Linked DNA regions of Mus musculus: region 1 is linked to region 2. A link is a contact called in public ChIA-PET data. All regions are on one chromosome and are shown on one strand. The core of a region is the stretch at or near the end of the contact, and the rest is flanking DNA. Distances in the headings are between cores, read along the strand shown. Region 1 overlaps Aak1 (AP2 associated kinase 1). Region 2 holds the start of Mxd1 (MAX dimerization protein 1).

Region 1 (4,462 bases), core at 517-3,016, 250 kb before region 2:
ACAAATGGAGTGAACTACTAGGCGAGAAGGAAAGGTAGCAGGCAGCACTTCCCCAGCACGGCCCCCTCCCCCCTCCCCAATGGATCAGGGGAACAACTCTCAGTCTCCAAAGCCAACTGAGGATGCTTCAGACAGAGTAAGAACGCATGTGGCCTGTGCTGCTCTTACTTCCCAAGGGAAAGGGGCTCCATCTGTGAAGTAAAGCAGAAGAGGCAGGAGGGTAACTTTCATACTGTCACACTTGACAAACTCTTAAGAATGTGGGCATTGATGTAATTTACAAAAAGAATCATATAGTCTTCTATTTTCCCTCAAATATACAGCACTCTGGTCTATTTTTTATATCAATCTATATTAACTTACAGAAGAGTGAGTTTCACTATGGCACAACCACACATCATATAATATACTTCTTTCATATCTCCCAACATTGTACCTTTCTTGTCCTCAATTTCTAGTTATTTGTTGAAGCAGGCTACTCACTCTAGTCTAGTCTGACCCAAAATTCCTCTTGTAGCCCAGGCAGGCTTCAAACTCATAGTAATCCTCCTGCCTCAGCCTTCTGAGTTCTGGGGTTTATATGTGTGAAATATAACACCCAGTTTTGGTTTTTTGTTTGTTTGTTTGTTATTGGTTTGTTTGTTTTTGAGACAGGGTTTCTCTGTGTAGCCCTGGCTTTCTTGGAACTTGCTCTTTAGACCATGCTGGCCTTAAACTCACAGAGACCCATGTGCCTCTGTTTCCCCAGTACTGGGATTAAAGGCTTGTACCACCACTGCCTGGCAGCCACTTTCGTTTTTAATTTTTGACCAGAACAGAAGTTACTATTTGTAACTCATTGTGAGTTTAGTACTGTGTCTATGTGGTCGGTTCCTCCACCCACCAGATCATCTCACCTTAAAACAATGCTTACCACATAGTGAAAATTCAATACTGAATTCATTTCCCTCTTAATTTTTACCATAGAGAGTAGAAAAGTGTGGCAGAGATCATGGAAAACGAAGTACAAATGGCTGTGAGGGCTGCCATCGCATGCAGGCACATGGATAATGTCCACGCATGTGCATGTGGGAACCAGAGGCAATCTTAGATGTGGTTCTGCAGGAGCTGCTTGCCTTGCTTTGTAACACAGGGTCTCTCACTGGGTGGAGTTTGCCAACTAGGCTAAATCTGGCCCACGGGGCCCCCAGAACCCTACCATCTTTCCTTCCCTAATGCTGGGATTACAAGCATGCCCCACCATGCCTGGATTTTTATATGGGAGCTGGGGATTTAACTCTGATCTTCATGTTTACACAGGAAGCACTGTACCAAGTGAGCTACTCCCATCCCCACCACCACTACCACCACTCCAATCAGCAATGTTAATTTCTAAAGGTGAGGAGATACAGGGCCAGAGATGGCTCAGCTGGTAAAGGTATCCAAAACTAAGCCTGACCAAATGAGTACAATCGCTGTCACCTACAAAAAGGAAGGAAAGAGCTGATTCCTACAGTTGTCCTCTGACTTCCACATGTCCCTCCCCAAAATGAATGAGTCAATGAATGAATGAATGAATGAATGAATGAGAAAAGAAAAATTTAAAAAACCTAAAATGGAAACCCAAATTTTATTTGAAAACTCTAGATTTAAACATAAGCAATAAGTCACATTTTATATTAACGGTAAATAACATCACTACAGAAGCTAAACACTTTACAGACTCTGAGCTTCCAGTATTCTGCCTCTGATCTAATCTAAACCCTTCATCTTACTGATATGCAGAGACAGGAAACAACATAGTAAATGTTCCAAACCTTAAAAGAATACTTGTAAGCAAACTCCAATACATGAGTATATATTGGTTAGCAAGTTCTTGCCAGAAAAGACCCAGAATTTCCATGTGGCTATTTCCCCCTACATAAAATAGACAAAGAAGGATTAAGTTCTCCATTCAAGAACACAGAGGTAATTAGCAAGAAATTCCACAAGACCCCTCATCTATTTGTGGTTTTCTTTGTAAACCAACTGTACACACATCACAATGGCCTTACAGCATCATGCACTCCCACAACCATCACAACAGGGAGCGGCTTCTGCAGATCGTTCTTTCCTCTTCTTCCTCAAACCCTGCAATGTGAGCTCTAGTTTCTCTGTACCTGAGCTTTGCTTGGCCTAAATAGAATCACACAGCTTAGACTCTCATGCCTGGCTTCTTTCCTACTGCATATTTCTAGATTCAGTCTCATTGTTACAGGTATCAGCAATTTTGGGCTTTTTTTTTTTTCAACTGTTTCATTGTACAGACGCCCATAGTTTACCCATCCACTATGGAAGGACATGCAAATGTCTCTAGCTTTGTGCTATTATAAATTAAACATCTGTACAGAAGGAAGGCCTTTTTCATATACGTAGTCATTCCTCAGCCACATGACAAGTTTAACCACCCTAATGGTCCCTCACAGTGATTATCAGCCATATGGAAGTTTTAATTCCATGTCCTCCTCAGCCCATGGTTACAGATCTTTTCATTGTAGCTATTCATTTTCATGTGTCCTCATCTGACTGTGATTTTCATTTGCATTTTCTAACATATCCTATATCACTGAAAGCCCTAACATGAGTTGCTTTCCTAATACTTTCCTGAGAAAGGCTTCAATCAGCACAGATTCAAGGAGGTGCTAAAGAAATTAATGACACAACGAGGTCCTCTACTTCTCAAATACATAAAGACACCAAAAGTGTCTAGCTCTCTGCTGGTAATGAGAATTTGTAATACAGGCATCCGTCTGATACAAGCTAGGACAGAACTGATGGCCCTGCTTCTGTGTTTGTAAGGCCAGTGAAGTACACAGGGCATGGATTACAGTCTCTCCACGTGGCTGGGAAAATTATATAATCTTGGAGCAAAATCTCTCAGTGCTCATACCAACAAAAGATCACAATGTCAAAGAGAAACTTTTCAAAGACAACAAAGAAAATCTTCCTGGGACTTCATCCTGACAGTCGACACCCATAAACAGTACTGCAGTGGAGGCAGGACCTCTACTGCCACTTCATCAGACACGGAATCATGGAAGGTGGCAGCAGCCTAGGATATCCTACTGCAGTGACCTGCACTCAGGGAGGAAAGGTAACAGACAGAGAGCCCTGAGGTTATCTGAGCAATGCTGGGTGCAACCGGGCAGGCATGAGAAGTGTGAACTGAGAAGCTGGACAGACGCCCATCCTGACTTTCAGACAGGGTTTTTTGAGTGGCTGCCAAAGAGGTTTTGCTGTTATTTTTAAGCAGGGCCAAAATTCTAGGCAATAAAAATCTGACATATGGCACCAGCTTATTTTTTGCACATAAAAAGAAACCTACCTTTCTAACCCAGATCCTATCTACACCTTTGAGAATGGCATTTACCTGCTTAAGATCAACAAGACAAAGGTCAAAGGAACAGGGATTCCAAAAGGAGGAATGGGTCCTGCAGGCCCATTCGGTACTCTTGGCTCTCAATGCAAGCATGCCTCCCTTTAAATAGCAGCAAACATCGTGAGTGTGCTTGGTGGGTGCAGCTCCTCTTTGAATTACCCAAGAGAGAATCAGGAAATAGGAGTCTTTGAAAGAGTCAGGAGGGGAGACCTAGCCGAGGTGGAAGTGCATCAGCTGAGGGCTTATGAAAGGGTGGCCTGGCCCACCACTGTTTCTCTGGCCTCCATTCCCTTAACTGCAGACATGGAGATCAAGGTCAATGTTTTATGCTGAGGTTCTACAGTGGACATGGGAAGGGAAATCTGACTGGATGCACACAGCATCCTTCCTAGCGTCAAGCAAAGCAGCTCAACCTTTCCCTATGTAAGAGTTCTACAAAAGATGCTAGGCAAAGATAGATAGATAGATAGATAGATAGATAGATAGATAGATAGATAGATAGATAGATAGATAGATAGATAGATAAAATATTGGTTGGGAGGACAAATAGGCTAAAAGGAGGGGAAAGTCTCCTAAATCCTAATCAAGTTGGGCTCCAGATTAAGACTGAGCTACATACCCTGTCATGCTTCTGTCTTCCTAAGAGTGTGAGAGGTAGGAAGCCCTGTATTAAAAACCCCACCTAACCGTTACCCATCGTGGCAGAGTCCTCTAGGCAAGCATACTTCATGTTCTGTCCACAGGGTTTCTGAGCCCACACAGGGATGACCAAGAAGCTAACAAACACCATCCACACTTGACTCACACTGAAGACAACTTTGCCAGAAGTTTCCAAAGAAGGAGTGATGATTTTTAAAGCTGTAGAACAGATGGCAAGAGCACAGCAAAGCCCGCCCAGGAGAAAAGGTCAGTGACGTGAGTGCCTGCACTGACTGCAGGGGAGACTTGGGCTTGTTTTTCTAAAGTCAGTCTCTCTCGCCTCAGCCTGAAATCACCATGTGCTAGGTCCTTCTGGGGAACATATCAAAGCAGTCTTTTCCCCAAGCAGAAAGAACACCCAGATGG
Region 2 (4,574 bases), core at 997-3,496:
CTACAAAGCAGCCCCTTGGGTCCCATATGAGATGAGCTCAGCATTGGCAATGACCTCCACCCAGCTGGAGCCATGGGAGGCCGGGAGCCAGACTGTGGGACTGAGTGACTAGATAGACAACCATGTCATACATACAGTTGGGTTTCTCCATTTAACTACTCAGTTCCTAGTTTTATCTTGCATGCTGAAAAGCACCTTTCTTGTGCTATCACATGCATCATTTGTATTAAACTATTGGCGTAGAGCTGGGGCCCACACATTTTAGAACTCTCATGTTTGGGAGGCAAGGCCTACTTAGCAGTTCATGCTTCCATAGTGACTGACCATGTTGGGTTATAGGAGAGGACTGAGCTGGTTCACCCTTTGTTTTCCACTTACTGCTTCACTGCCAGTAGATGGCGCTAGATACTCTGTTCCTAACTGCAAGTCCTAGTTGGTGTAAGCAATCCTATTCTTGCCACCAAGAAAGGAGATTGCCATATTTCTTAGTCTCTCTGGTGTTTATGTGATTGAGTATTTTTGTTTGGAGTTGAATTTAGACGTGTTTGTGCTTAACTTACTTGCTTTAAATAGTCTCTCTGGCTTGGGTTTCAAACGCTGACCACCCCTTTAAAAAGAAATGTGTGGCTTTTCCGTTAGAGTGACTGTAGGGGTAGAATTATGATCCTGAAATAGGACTGGATTGAAATAAGTTGCTGAGAGCAGAAAGAGAAGACTGAAAAGATGTTATATATTCACAGTAAACTTGGGAGGAAATATGAAAGTGTGGAACCCAAGATGTTAAAATGGCTGAAACAAAGCATTTTATGAATATTAAGTTGGTTACTTTAATAGTTGCATATGATACTTTAATTTTTAACCTTATTTAACAAACAGCATACAATTTTAAAATATTCCAAGTGGTTCTTTTCCACATTCTCATTTCCAAGTTCCATGTCCTCATGAAAAACTGCCTTCAGTGTGTGTGTCAGCATAGAGCCCTTGATTGGATCCTTGAACATACCAGGAACATGGCCTCTCCATCGCACCCAAATCTGTTGTGTGTAATGGCGGTTTGAATTTAGTTCTGTGGCTGTCTGCAGTTCTGGATACCTGCCATTTTGTTGTTGTTATTGTTGTTGGGATCGTTTTGTTTTGTTTCGTCTTGTTTTTGTATAACTATAAGTCAGAGGATTGCCTGGGCAGTTGTGGATGAGATTACAGGGGTTCAGGTCTTTCTCCAAGCCAAGGGGAAACAGGAACGTTATTTGTCTCTGAGCCTCTTTCTTCATGTGCAAATGTAACTAAGGATGACAACCCTCACAGGTTGTCCTGAGGGATGGGAACCCTCTAGGTGGATTACCTGACATATGCATACAGAGAAAGCTAAAACTGTATACTGACAACACTCATACGTTTCATTTTAAACTCCCCTGCTCATTTCAGTTTTCAGACTTCTTACCCATTAGCTTTATTCCTGCCATTTAAATTGAATATGTTGACATTACACTGTAAGTCTCGAATAAGCTCTCATTTCAAAAGTCGCGATGCTCAAGGACCTGTGTTTACAAAGTGAGCTTTCCTGTGGGTGCTGGTGGCCTTGGGGAGAGGCCTGCTCTGAAGTGTTTTCCTCTGGGATGGAAGGGATGGCCTCGGGTTCAGCCTTACTCTATGCACCAGGTCACTCGGTGCGAGTGTGGTATACGGGAGCCGGCTGTTTTCCCCCAACCCCTGGGGTGGGAGCTAGGTGCCACCATCTGCTGAGGTCCCCAGCTAGGCCTGAAGTTCTCCCCGGAGACAGTGGGCAACAGGTCGGCGGCCAGTGGGCGGGGACCCGCCCTGCCCTCCTGCCTTGTAGCCAATCAGCAGCACGGGAGTGGGCCGCTGCTTGGGCAGAGAGGTGACGTCATCGTAGCCGGGAGGTTTCCGAGGATTAGGCCAATGAGGCGCGGGCGCAGCGGCATTCCCTATACTGTACTTGCCCAATACCCGGAGAGCCCAAGGGGGCCCGGCTATCGGCGTAGAGCCAATGGGAGGCAGGCTGAAGCACGAGGCGGAGTTGCGAGTCCTGCAGCCAATGGGGCGTGGGGGGCGGAGCCCGGGCCTTGTCAAGCCCGGCCAACCGGCGGGGGAAGCGGGCTTCTGGGGCGGGGCCGCGGGCACTTCCCCAATCGCGGAGGGCCGGGGGCGGGCCGGGCCGCGGGCGGCCCAATGAGGCACGCCGCCGCCGCGGGCCTGTCAAGGGACGGGGCCGGGGGCGGGCGGCGGCGAGTCGGGATAAACACTCGGCGGTGGCGGCTGGGCTCCTGTCTCCGTGCTGTCCCATCGCTGCCCCTCCTGGCTGGCCAGCGCGGCGGCTCCTCGGTGTTCCCGGCCGGTGGCCCGCGGGCACGGAGAGGCGGCCCGCCGGGTGCAGGATGGCGACAGCCGTCGGGATGAACATCCAGCTGCTGCTGGAGGCGGCCGACTACCTGGAGCGGCGGGAGAGAGGTGCACGGCGGGCTGCGGGCCGGGCGGGCGGCCGCTGGGGTGGTTGGGGCGCGGGCCGGCCGCGAGCGCCAACCCCCGAGCCCGCGCCCCAAAGCCGAGCGCGGGGGGCGGCGAGCAGCTGGAACCTTCCACACCTGCTCCGAACCGAGGGCGTCCACGCCAGGAAAGAGCAGGCATTGTTCTCAGAATTCCGCCTGCCTGCTCCCGCCCGGTGTCCCGGACTCCGACAGACAGACGGACGCGGGGACAGGGTGTCAGTTGCTCTGGGCCCACTTATTAACGGGACCCCTCGGTTTTTTAGAAGCTGAACATGGGTATGCCTCCATGCTGCCATACAGCAAGGACAGAGATGCCTTCAAACGGAGGAACAAGCCCAAGAAGAACAGCACCAGTAGCAGGTAACTGTTCAATGTTCCCCTTCTCTGTAGCTAAAATGACCAAGGCTGATTGTTAGTTGACTTACAGGATTCTAGCCCTACAGATACATTGAGGGTTCAGTAATGTGTTCATGGTGCCAAGCAGTCCTTCTTTTTAAGTTGAGGAAACAGAGGAGAAAAATAGGAATGTCTAACATTTCAGTGTGACTTTTTAAAGCAAGATTAATTCTGCTTTTTACCGTCTGAACAAAGCAAAGCTCTGTGGCTGCTCCAGGCAGGTCTGGCAGCAGGGTTACTGTGTTTGCCTGCTTTACAAGCAAGAGTTTCCTTTAATTCAAAATGTGGCATGGTATCAGTTGATTTTGCTTGTTAATAGAGATTTTATAAATGAAGTATCTGGCCTGACACAGGTGGTAGAAATTTATATTTAATGTGTACATTAAATGCAGTAGTTTGCCTGGTAACCCAATTGTGACCTCTCTTCCTGGTGGCTGAGCAGAGTGATTGAGGGTAGAACCCACTTCTGTGAGAAGATGCATGCTACACTAAGATGTCAGCAAGTTGCAGCCTTTTCCTGTTAGCCTCAGAGATTACCTCATAGCCCTCAAAAGCTGTGAATTTCACCAGTGTTTAGTTAATGGCTGGGAACTCACAGTCCCTGATCCACAATAACATTTCATCTTTGTTACTGTCCCTATGTCCCCCTCCTTGCTCTTAAAATACTAGTTGTAGCTGGGCATGATGGTGCACATCTTTAATCCCAACTCTCAGGAGCACTCAGGCAGGTGGATCTCTGTGATTTGGAGGCCAGCTTGATCTACCTAGGGAATTCCATGTGAGCCAGGGCTACACAGTGAGACCCTGTCTCAGAAAACAAAAACAAAACCACTAACAAGTTGGTAGGAGTCTGTGTATCTTGAGCTATTCAATTATGTCTTTCTGCCTATCAACTAAAATGACATTTTCATCAATTTAGAATCCTCATCCCTCCTTCTCATGAGTAACTCCCACAAGCACTATATGTGTAGCCCCTGTGGCTTAATACAGACCACTACACCCCAGGAGGTTCCCACTCACGCCTCAGATTCACCCACCTTGTCCTTGGTTCACCCCGTTCCTAGTCCTTAGTGTTGTGATCATAGACTGAGCAGCACACTTGGCCACGCTCCTGACTAAAGCACCGGAAGGGTGGACCTGACCTGGTAATTACCTGGTGGGTTTTCCTTGTCTTCTCATCTAGCATAGCCTGGTGGTAGTCAGCAGCACTGTACACAGGCATCGCTGCCTTGAAGGAGCATGCGCACACTGACGTGAGTCAGACAGCAGCATCAGAAAAGGCTCTGCTGCCTTTGTAACAGAAGGACTTCAAAGGCGTGGTGTGCTGTCTGTTGTCTCTGTACTAGTGTATCCCACTTTTGCCGTTATTATCACCACACGTGAGTTGGGAGGAATTGTCCGCCTTACCAGTCTTAGGCTCTAATACCTCAACACTAGTTTTTCCTGCTTTGTGGGAAGGTCGCTAGTGGTGCTGAGGAATGGGGAATAGAAAGGCAGTGCTGAAGTGACTTGGTCCCAGAAGATAATTAAGAGATCATGAGAGCTAAAACTGCTAAGCCCAGCACTGGAGTCCTTCTCTTGTGTTTAGCTTACAGCACTCCTGAAAGTGGCTCTAGTTCCTGAGTTTTGAAAAAGCTGTAAACCCTTCTCTAAGAGACTTGCTTCCCATTC

Evidence for each region. ChIA-PET counts read pairs in DNA pulled down with a chosen protein or histone mark.
Region 1: a contact with region 2 is called in an RNA polymerase II ChIA-PET map of memory CD8 T cells, with 5 read pairs. The contact joins the enhancer-like site here to the promoter of Mxd1 in region 2. A contact is called at or near these places in 4 of 39 promoter capture datasets (the C10 cell line, hematopoietic stem and progenitor cells, hippocampal neurons and 1 more), 2 of 115 datasets of contacts at active chromatin or transcription factors (memory CD8 T cells and microglia) and 2 of 9 other capture datasets (liver and pancreatic islet).

The regions. Positions count from the first base shown.
Region 1 is chr6:86,917,350-86,921,811 of GRCm38.p6, reverse strand. All of the region lies in intron 1 of Aak1 (AP2 associated kinase 1), which reads right to left. Among named protein-coding and RNA genes, the nearest start is that of Aak1, 70 kb to the right of the region's middle. Within about 2 kb of position 1,766, at least 10 of the 459 cell types and tissues checked have an H3K27ac peak or open chromatin away from gene starts, as enhancers often do. A contact at or near this core is called in memory CD8 T cells, where this site is marked.
Region 2 is chr6:86,666,831-86,671,404 of GRCm38.p6, reverse strand. It overlaps Mxd1 (MAX dimerization protein 1), which reads left to right and starts at 2,246. Exons shown (of 6, transcript NM_010751.3): 1 at 2,246-2,469; 2 at 2,771-2,867. The coding sequence starts at 2,397.